Linked DNA regions of Mus musculus: regions 2 and 3 are each linked to region 1. Evidence: chromatin contacts called from public Hi-C and promoter capture Hi-C data. All regions are on one chromosome and are shown on one strand. The core of a region is the stretch at or near the end of the contact, and the rest is flanking DNA. Distances in the headings are between cores, read along the strand shown. Region 1 has its middle 19 kb from the start of Esr2. Region 2 overlaps Syne2 (spectrin repeat containing, nuclear envelope 2). Region 3 overlaps Mthfd1 (methylenetetrahydrofolate dehydrogenase (NADP+ dependent), methenyltetrahydrofolate cyclohydrolase, formyltetrahydrofolate synthase).

The links. A called contact is a pair of places that touch in the nucleus more often than the background predicts. Capture Hi-C pulls out chosen DNA fragments and counts their contacts.
Region 2: a Hi-C map of forebrain shows a contact between it and region 1, with 2.0 times the contacts expected there. The contact joins two enhancer-like sites. A contact is called at or near these places in 4 of 39 promoter capture datasets (frontonasal cranial neural crest, hippocampal neurons, liver and 1 more), 8 of 484 Hi-C or Micro-C datasets (Sertoli cells, cerebellar granule neurons, cerebral cortex and 5 more), 5 of 115 datasets of contacts at active chromatin or transcription factors (acute myeloid leukemia, bone marrow-derived macrophages, embryonic stem cells and 2 more) and 3 of 9 other capture datasets (adipose tissue, liver and pancreatic islet).
Region 3: a contact with region 1 is called in a promoter capture Hi-C map of adipose tissue. The contact joins two enhancer-like sites. A contact is called at or near these places in 1 of 15 datasets of contacts at CTCF or cohesin (the G1E-ER4 cell line), 7 of 484 Hi-C or Micro-C datasets (the G1E-ER4 cell line, the HL-1 cell line, Sertoli cells and 1 more), 2 of 115 datasets of contacts at active chromatin or transcription factors (embryonic stem cells and epiblast stem cells) and 3 of 9 other capture datasets (adipose tissue, embryonic stem cells and pancreatic islet).

Annotation. Positions count from the first base shown.
Region 1 is chr12:76,195,037-76,198,444 of GRCm38.p6, forward strand. No RefSeq gene overlaps it. Among named protein-coding and RNA genes, the nearest start is that of Esr2, 19 kb to the left of the region's middle. Within about 2 kb of position 1,770, at least 232 of the 459 cell types and tissues checked have an H3K27ac peak or open chromatin away from gene starts, as enhancers often do. A contact at or near this core is called in Sertoli cells, adipose tissue, cerebellar granule neurons and 4 more, where this site is marked.
Region 2 is chr12:76,080,061-76,083,413 of GRCm38.p6, forward strand. The region is part of intron 99 of Syne2 (spectrin repeat containing, nuclear envelope 2); the gene reads left to right. Among named protein-coding and RNA genes, the nearest start is that of Esr2, 96 kb to the right of the region's middle. Within about 2 kb of position 1,786, at least 114 of the 459 cell types and tissues checked have an H3K27ac peak or open chromatin away from gene starts, as enhancers often do. A contact at or near this core is called in Sertoli cells, adipose tissue, cerebellar granule neurons and 4 more, where this site is marked.
Region 3 is chr12:76,306,731-76,309,829 of GRCm38.p6, forward strand. It overlaps Mthfd1 (methylenetetrahydrofolate dehydrogenase (NADP+ dependent), methenyltetrahydrofolate cyclohydrolase, formyltetrahydrofolate synthase), which reads left to right. Exons shown (of 28, transcript NM_138745.2): 22 at 492-533. Among named protein-coding and RNA genes, the nearest start is that of Gm40443, 15 kb to the right of the region's middle. Within about 2 kb of position 1,436, at least 135 of the 459 cell types and tissues checked have an H3K27ac peak or open chromatin away from gene starts, as enhancers often do. A contact at or near this core is called in Sertoli cells and adipose tissue, where this site is marked.

The sequences.
Region 1 (3,408 bases), core at 520-3,019:
AGTCATTAAATTAACAAAGTTTTTACCAATAAACAGGCCATCTATCTTATGTCTTATTTTTTAACTCTAGCTAATTATCCATTTTATGTTGTTACACTCATATTAGAATTACCCACTCCTTACTTTACTTACCATGGTGTGCACTGAGACTTATGGCCTCGTCCCTGGGGGAGTACAGCAAGGACAAACAGGAGAAGGCACAGCAGGAGCAAGAAGCAGTCATGGGACAAGGTACACCCATCCCAGCCATGCCAAATGGTGGGTCATCTCCAGGAAGCTCACTTGCCCACTGGAGCTCTTCCTGCATGGTGTCTGCCATTAAGAGAATGCACTGCTCTTTCAGAGAGCCCACGTTTGGTCCCTAGCACCCACACAGTAGCTCACAACGTTACCTATCACTCCAGTCCCAAGGGATCCAATACTCTCTTCTGATTTCCTTTGGCATTGCATGCACCTCATGCAAATGCATACACGCAGGCACCCACATATACACATAGAGTAAATAAATGACTTAAGATAAACACACGCACAGCTGGTGAGGTAGAGGTACACGGATCTCTGTGAGTTAGAGGCCAGTTGGTCTACATAGCCAATTCCCAGGCCATCCTAGGCTACATACTAGATGGCTCAGAGGTTGTGAGCACTGGCTGCTCCTGCAGAAGACAAGGGTTCAGTTCCCAGCACCCACATAGCAGTTCCCAGCTGCTTGTAAGTCCAGGTCCAGGGGACTCAACACTTTCTGGCCTCCACAGGCACCAGGCACACAACACGGAACACTCACAAATATATAGACACTCACATATACACGTAAAATAAAAATAAGAATTTTTTAAAAGTAATAAGCTGCGCATGGTGGCACAGCCTGTAATGCCAGCCCTTGGAAGGAAAACAATCTCTGTGAGTTTAAAGCCAGCTTGCAGAGCTGAGTACACGTACAGCTTAGGGGAACCTTGCACACGGAGCACATGCAGAGTTGTAGCCAGCACTGCAAGGTTCTGGAAAACTTCCCAGCATTTAGAGTCAGACCCCAGTCTGGCTGATCTGAGAGAAAATGCGAAGCCGCCAGGAGCCAAGACAGGGAAATCACCTGCCTGCTGCGACAGAGACCAACAGGCACGCAACTCTGCCCCGCCCAACACCCCGCCCGGGCAGCGCCCTGACACCACCCCCACACCCTGATTGGCTGGAATCCAGGCACGTTTTGTTGCCAGGTCTTCGATGGACACAAGAGCAGTCCGCCTGCGCAGGCTCAAGTCGGGTAAAACTGGCTTTGCCGCACTGTTGGGATCTTCAGGACCTCAAGTTTTGTAGCAACCCGAAAGCAAATTCTGAGCAGGAAGGTGGCCTTAGCCTAGATGGCCATTTGAGTTTTCTGACCCGCAGGCAAGGACATTGGGTAGGGTCCCTCCATGTGGAAGGGAACACTTAGAGTTGAAGGCCAGCGGACAGTGAAGGAGGAGAATTTTGGGAAACCCCTGGCTGTAAAACCTAACGACTCCTACGATGACCGCCAAAGAACAGAAGCAGAATACAATGTCTCAGGGCTGTGCCTTCTAGCTCAGGTGCTTCTGGTACCACAAGATCCTGTAATTACAGAAAGTGTTTTGTCAGAGTAATTGAAGCTGCCCACAACCCCATCATTAGAACTCAGAGATCCAAGTCACATTTATTATCTTGAGATAATGTTAAGATTCTAAGCAGCTCCAGCCTTGAAGCAAGCTGTTCGTTCAGCAATGATCCAGAGCTTTTTGTACCTCTGTCTCCCTCTGCTGTTTGATTCGGGACACTGCAGTCCTCTGTGATTCTTTTATTCGCGAGGAAGGGCTGACTGTGGAAAGACCTAAGGCTTCTGTGCTTTGGAGCCAGCTTTCTGTCTTTTGTTTGGGTTGTAGCTGGCAGCATGTGTACTGATCTCAGGCAGCCTGCAGCGCAAGCAGTCAGGAGACCTGGTCTGGCTGTCCTGTGTCCTGTGTAGACAAGGAGGATGTGGGGAAGCGAACACAGAAAGGCTCCTTTGGGCATAGATACCCACATCAGCTCACTGTCTCTGCAAAACAAAACAAAACAAAACAAAACAAAACAAAACAAAACAAAACAAAACAAAAACAAAAAACAAAAAAACTACCGTACAGGCAGTTGCACTCCAGGGTCCCCTGTCCATCTCTAGGCTGAGTGAATCCGACCCTGGCGCTGCCCAAGTCCCAGCTCTGGGCTGGGGTGCTGCCCCTGGCTGTAGCTGTCTGCCTGGGGCTTGAGGACGGAGCCTCTCTGGAGCTCTCTGTAGTCGCCTCATACAGAGTCAACAATCCACACACTGCTGCAGCCTTAGATGGATGCCCCAGCCATTTATTCGGGGGTGGGGGTCGGGGCAATGGACTTTTCTCTCAGGTTAGTCAGTAAATGCTGCATAAGACGATATGCAGTGAGCTTTCATAATTACACTAAAGAAAGATATAGGCTTGGGACAACTTTGTGTTCAAGGAAACCTTCAGTTCCAAGGATGAAGCCACAGGTGTGCACACGATAAGGCAAGCCCATGTAAAACCTGTTGTTGGAACTTAGAATGAGCTTAGAGAAGGAAACACTGCTTTGAACTTGTTCTTCATACCTTTCTGAAACTCCCTTTTTATGGAACATTTTATCTATAAAGTAATTCTTTCTTACATAGAGAACTTTTTGTCTAAAACGCTATAAAAAGGCTGATAGCAATAAAGAAAGGTGGTGTAGCTGTTTTCCACTTCACCCAAAGTGTGTGTGTGTGTGTGTGTGTGTGTGTGTGTGTGTTCTCTGTGTGAGTGACTTCTTTCCCTTTTCTCTTTTCTTTCCTTTCCTTTCCTTTCCTTTCCTTTCCTTTCCTTTCCTTTCCTTTCCTTTTTTCTTTTTTCTTTTCTTTTCTTTCTGGTTCAAAAAGTGTTAACGAGCTCTGAGCCTCTCAGAGGCTTCTAGCTGACTTGCCCGAGAAAGGAGCAGCAGCAAGAAATCCTTTTTGTAATTTCCCGGTGTTTATTTAAGCATTAAGAGTCAAGTTTGTTTGTTTGTTTGTTTTGGGGTTTTTTTTTTGGTTTTGTTTTTTGGTTTTTTGGTTTGTTTGTTTTTTTGTTTTTGTTTTTGTTTTTGTTTTTTTAGTGCTTGTGGAAGGCACAGAATAATAACAAAGAGTTAAGATTCCCCCAGAGTTTATTTAAGCACAAAGTGTTAAGTTTCCCCAGTGCTTCTTTAAGCACAGAGAGTTGAAGAGAAAAGAAGCCAGCAGTTTTCAGCCACAGAATAAGTACGAGAGTGTTAAGTTTCCAGAAGCCGTCAGCTTCCAGCCCCCAGCAGTCAGGGAGAATGACAAGGCTGGAGGCCGTCAGTCTTTGGGCTTCTATCAACTCTTCCACCTCAGCTCCAAACTCCAAAGGCCAGGCC
Region 2 (3,353 bases), core at 536-3,035, 110 kb before region 1:
AGCTGGGGATCTGAACACAGACCCTCATTCTTGCTTGTGTGACAGACAATTTACCAACGGAGCTGTCTTTTAAGCCCTAGGGTTGGGACCATTTTTAAAGACTATTTCTATCAGTGTGGGTGAATGATCCAATGGATATTTCTAGTCCCTGAAAGCTCCTTTGGAAGACTTAACACTGGTAATCTCCTTCGAGAGGGGATCGTTAGTGATCGCTTTCATTTCGCTTATCTACAGTTTCTAAGGAAAATGCTACTATTGGCTTGAGTATACTCCTCAATGGTACCATCATGAGTGGGCTTAGTATCCTATGCTAGTGTATGAAGGAGAGACTTCAGCTAGATGGTAGCATGTAACCAAAGGCTTGTCCCTTCCTGTTGACACTGGATGGCTCTTGTGCATTCAGAAGTATCATGTCTCCCGGGAAAGACAGCAAAAGAAATTAAACATACTTTTCACATTCCCTCTACCAATGTGAGAACCCCGTCTCGTGTATGCTGATAGCAAGTAAAATGACATCTAAGCTCAGCAGGTTTTACCCCGGCAACCGTGGGTTATGGATGGTTTTCATCCCATGTAGAATGGGCTAACCCTTTTCATGGCCTTCCTCTTAGCTGTATCTTCCCAAGGTCACTGTGAGAGGCCAAACAGTGCTTCCGGTCAGGAAGCTGTCTTTCTCCAACCAGCACAGGTGCCGGGAAGGGTATAGAGGTCACTGGGTATAGAGAAGGAACTGCTGGAGGTGGCCCTGCCCAGTTCTACTTTCCTTCCTGTCAATCCAACTATTCCCCCTCCGGAGCAGAAGTGCCTTCTGGGAGTTGAGGGCTTCCCCAAGGGGAATGCAGCCAACTAATGGGAAGCAATTGCCCGGATGTGCTTGGTCAGGGAATGAGCGCCAGAGTCTCCCACTCAGAGGTCACAGGAGCAGCTCAGCTTGTGGCAGCGAGTAAACCAGGTGCCACGTTTTAGGGAAAAATGTTGCCAAGCCTGCACACCTTGTTCCACTGGTATAGAAGGCTTACATTGTCGTCGTCATGTCATCGTCATCTCACAGGTGTGAAATAGAGTAATGGTTAAGTCGTGGGTTGTAGGAACACAGGAGCTAAAGTCTCAAAATAGGAAAAGAAACAAGCCCAAGACATTGCCATAGGAGAAAGAAGGATTTCCGTCTTCCTACATTTTAGAAAACCCAGAAGGGAGAAACTGAAATCTCCTCTATCTTGAGGCCCATTTGTACTGCAAGGTGGAGTCCCTCCCTGTGCAACCGTCAGTGGGATAGTGTAAGATGAACTCTGGCCTTCTCAGGCAGGGCTCCAGTTCTTAGGCAAGAGGAAAGCTCCTTAGGGAAACGTCTCCTCAGGACCTGAGCAAATCACCCTCCACCCCCCACCCTCACCCCCACCCCCACCTGAAGCTCGGGCTTCAGGTTTCACTGCTGCTTGTAAACGTGACACGGAGAAATTATAAACCAGAAATCTCTTTTCTCCCATGTTCCCAATCTAAATGTTTCCTCCCTGGCTTTATAGCACTTCATAAATAACACGGTGCCAAGATAACGCTGGGACTTTCTCCCCTCAGCCTTGCAATCCTGTAGCGTCAGAACAAAGGCTGTGTGTGTGAGAGCAAAGAGCTGGAGAGACATGGTTTCTTTATTGCAAGGGGAAAAACAGATTAAAAATTGCGGAGCATAGAAAAAGGTGTCTTCCTTCCTTGCCGGCATTACCCTGTGCCCAGGAGCCAACTGGGGTGGTGCCGCTGCCGCGGCCGATGGGGAGCCTTGCGGAGGGCCTGGTTGGAAGATGCTGAGCCAGTGAATGAAGAGAGCAGGCTGGGCAGGGGGAGGGGCCGCCTGGCCAGGAGGTGGAGGTGCAGCCGGGAACTTGGAGCGTCCGCTGAAACCTAAGGAATGGTTTTTTCTCATAAACAGTAAGTGCCATGTCAGCGGCAGCTGCACCCGTGACCCAGGTGGCCCCTGCTATCTCTGTGTGTCTTGCTGTCTGGCTCACTCGTTTTGGTTACAATAGAGATCACCGATGAGATGGTGGCTGCGGAGTGTGTGCACTCAGCCATCGGGGGATGGGTTCTCTCTGGCGTCAGCATGCTTGTGGTGTCCGCAGCCTACCTCTGACAAACCAGGCAGAGAGAGAGAGATGCGATTATGCTGTGTGAAAAATAGAAATCTCCCAGCATCAAAAATGCTCCAAAGCAGCAATTGGCTCCAAAATGTGCTATCCTGTCTGTGCCCTCAAATCAGGGCGTGGAAATTAATGATTTTACTATGAAGATATTAAGCTCTTTAAAAGGATAAAATTGTACAAGCTTGGTACATTACGTTCAGCAACTGACAACTGCCTATAGGTTTAAGTATTTCCTTGGGTCCAGGTTTGGATACTATTGACCGTTTTAGTTCTCCTTACTAATTTTGTTACGCTGTCCACATTGACAGAGGCATCGTTTAACTTACACCTACCTGGGCTTTTATAATTTGCATACCGTATACTGTTTGCCATTAGAACAGAGCTGAAAGGTATATTACTCCATGTGCATGAACATGAATTATTCCAGAAATATGCATTTGCTATTTAAAGCCTCTCATATACATAGCAAGGCTTCTGCTTGCTATATGCAATGATCACCAAGTCACCTTCGTTTTGACGGTTCTTGAAGGAGAGCTGTGTTCTTCAGTGTTATATTCTGAGCCACCTCTAGTTAAGATGAAAGAAAAACTTTATTCACCTTGATCATGCCCTGTATCTCTCTACCCAAGATTCCTGTCATAGAACTCTTCTATTCTACAGCTGCTCTTAGGCATGACCCTAATTTTGTTTGGTTTCATAGGGGGAAAAAAATGTCTTTTGGGATGCATGGCTTCTCCTTTGCACCCAACAGTACAGTTTTGGTCATCAGTCCTGGAATTCAGCTCAGGAGACCAGACTTCTTTTCTTCTGGGTATATGTCATGTGTCCAGAGGTAATGCATGACAACTACTACCTGGATAACCATGGGCAAGTGCAGAGGTGGGTCCCACACAAGCTGCCCAGGTGGCTGATGTCATGTCATGCCACGCCGTTCTGACTAGGTTTCCTTGTTTCCTGATGTTAACTGAAGGTCTGAGTGGTTTGAGAACCATATGAGTGAGGCCTGATGTATAGAGGTCAGCCATCAGGATCAGCAAAGGGCACATGCTTCCCGAACCAGTGAAGGTGACAGTTGAGTTACAGTGTCTGTGGGGAGCAGAACTACAGAGACTTTAACAATTCATCTGTTATTCTTGGAATAAATTCTCAGGTGATTGCTGGAGAAACATTCTGATTCCAATGCATTGAGGGTGTCAGACAGAGGTTAAGCCACAGAGC
Region 3 (3,099 bases), core at 186-2,685, 110 kb after region 1:
GGGGGTCCAGGCACACACTGGCTCTTGTTTTCCCCCTCTTCATTATTCCGACATCACAGCCCACCCACCACCCCACCTTCTGCCAAGGCACGAGCAACCACGCTCCTTACAGGCCTGACCTTAGACATCAGTAGTGACTTTCAGGGTTGGTGGCTGTCTTTTTTCCCCCCCATGCTCACCCTTACTTCCATTCCACTGGTGTGTGCTTCATTCCCTGGGATCAGTGTTCTGCCACAGCATATTTCTGTCTACCTTGGCATTCATCCATCTGTGCCATACCCTACCCCCACCCAATCTCGCATCACAAAGAAACACCTGACTGCTCGAAGCTCTACAGTCTCACATTCCAAGCCTGTTGAGCAGGAAACAGCTTCACACTGCTGCCCATTACTCTTTGGGGAGTGCAGCCACTTGCCTGTCAGTGTACTGAGCACCACTTTAGTGCCAACAGTGAGTAGGAAACGTGGCTGACTTTCTATCCTATCTTCTAGGTCACCGCTGGACTGCCTCTTCCCAAGGCTTACACAGAAGAGGTAACTACAATTATTTCCGATCAGTTGTCCTAGGAAACCGCATCCAAAATCGGCATGTCTTAATCTGGAAGGCAAAAGGTGGGGAGGTCCTTGGGGTGTTGAGGACAAAGCCTGCAGTGCCCTGGGAATCACATTAAGGAAATAGCAGTGACTAAATTTGGCAGTTTGCTCCTGGGGAACAAAGCTGTATCTAGAAGCTTTATGTTGCTATTCGTTAGAGATGGGGATCTCGTTAAGTAGTCTAGGCTGGCCTTGAACTCCAGTGTTATGATTAGAGCATGCACCTCATACCTACCTAGAGAGAGTCATTTCTGCTTGTTACAACTACTTCCAAAAGTGTTACTGGCATCTGATAGGTAAAAGACAGAGATGGTTGTTAAACTGCTGTGGTGTGTAAGACACCCCACCCCAGTAATAAAAATGACAGTAATGCTGGAGTTACGAAGCCCTGCTCTAGACTGTCACGCAGAAGTCATAAATGCCACTTAAATCAAGCAAGAAGAGAGCTTTAGAAATAACCTTTCCTTCTGCAAATTCAAACCTAAATCAAAGACCTGAGATAGAGCCAGTAAATGTCCTGGTTGAGTTTGGAGGCACGTCTTCTGTACATGGATTCGGTCTATTGGGCAGGAGCTCAAAGAACAGTTCTGAGCTCTTTTTTTTCTTCTTCTTCATACTGATATCATTTACCATCAAAGAAATATCCCTAGGGCCACTGTGAGTGATTACATAACCGATGGGCCTTTGATTAGATGCAGGGTCAGCTGCTGTCACTGTTGATTCAATTTCTCTGTCCTGGAGGGAAGCTCTTACGTTATCAGGCAGTGCACGGTCGGTGTACGGCCCCCAGATGAAGTTTGCAAAATTGACTGGAAAAAAAGATGGTTGGTGCCTTGAGTCTGCCTGTCTTCTGAGCTGTGATTTGCCTTTTATGGTCATCTGTGTGAGTCAGGCGTAGGAGGGGAATTCACAGCTCTGGCCCTCCTGCTACCCCACAGCCTTTCCTGTGTCTAATTACAGTGACTGCCCCGAACTGGCCCAGCTGGTGTCTTCATTTAAGAAATTCGGCTTATTTAAAACTGTTCTCAGTCGGTCTTATATATTGTTTTTTTTTTTTTTTATGTGACTAGAGGTAAAAAACAAGAGTGTGCTTTAAATCGTCAGATTAATCTTGATCTCAGATTACAATGAAAGGGCCTCACAAGCTGCTTGATAGCTTAGTTGGTAGTATGATTGTACTTCATGCACGCACGAAGCTTTGGGCTTACTCCCTACTACTGAGCAAGGCCAGGCAAGCCAGGGCCTTAGTGTCAGTGTTGGCACCCTTGGAAAGAGGAAGGAGTGGGACCAAAATCCTTGACTTTATAGCAGGTCTAAGGCGGGCCTGGGCGACATGAGGCCCCATGCCCATCCATCCATTCATCTAGATCTACATAGATAGTTAAATTTTGGGGGACATACCTAGTGGAAGGAGAGAGCCAGCCCCTGCAAACTGACCTTTGATTGTCACACTCATACCATGGTACAAGCCACCGTGGGGGGCATACACAAATGAGTATAATTTTGAAAATAACAAATAGCCATGCTTGGTGGCACGTGCCTTTCATCCAAGTACTTGGGAGGCAGATCTCTGTGAGTTCAAGGCCAGCCTGGTCTACATCGTGAGTTTCAGGACAGTCAGAGCTACAGAGTAAAAAAAAACAAAAACCAGAAGGAAGAAAGTCTTTAAAGTATGTTTCAAGACAAAAATGGTGGCATACTCCTATAATCCCCACATTTAAGAGGATGAGGCAGGAGGATCACAAGAGCCCAGAAAATATAGTAAGGTCCTGTCAGGAAATAAGTAGGTAGTGGTTAAGAGCACTGGCTTCTCTTCCAGAGGACCCGACTTTGATTCCAGGTACCCACATAGTGGGTCACAACCATCTGTCACTCCAGTCCCAGAGAGGAGCCAACCCCCTCCTCTGGCTTCCAGGGACACTGCATACACATGGTGCACAAACATGCAGGCAAACACCTATATATACAAAATAATTACATTTTTTAAAAAAGCTTTTATTTTTAAGAATTAAATAAATACGGCTCAGTGGTTAAGCACAGTGGCTGCTCTTCCACGGGGCCTGAGTTCATTTTCCAGCACCCACATGGCAGCTCACAGCCATCTGTAACTCTGGTTCCAGGGTATCTGGCAGCCTCTCACAGACATGCAGAACACCAGTACACATAAAGAATAGATAGACAGATAGATAGATAGATAGATAGATAGATAGATAGATAAACAAGTAAGTAGATGGTTTTTAAAATTAAATAAGTAATATTTCTCATATGAATGAGACTATCAGTACATTGCCCAGAACAAACTCTTACTCAAGATTGATCTATGTGTAGGAAGGTTTTGCCTACTTTGGCATCCTTTGGCCCTCCTTTGCTTCATGTTGTCATGTGCTAGGGTCATGGGCATGTGCCACCACAGCTGGCATATGTGCGGAGAGTCAAACTGAGGACTTCATGCGTCTAAGCAAGCACTCTGCCAACTCAGCTATAGCCTCAGCCCCTAATAATCATT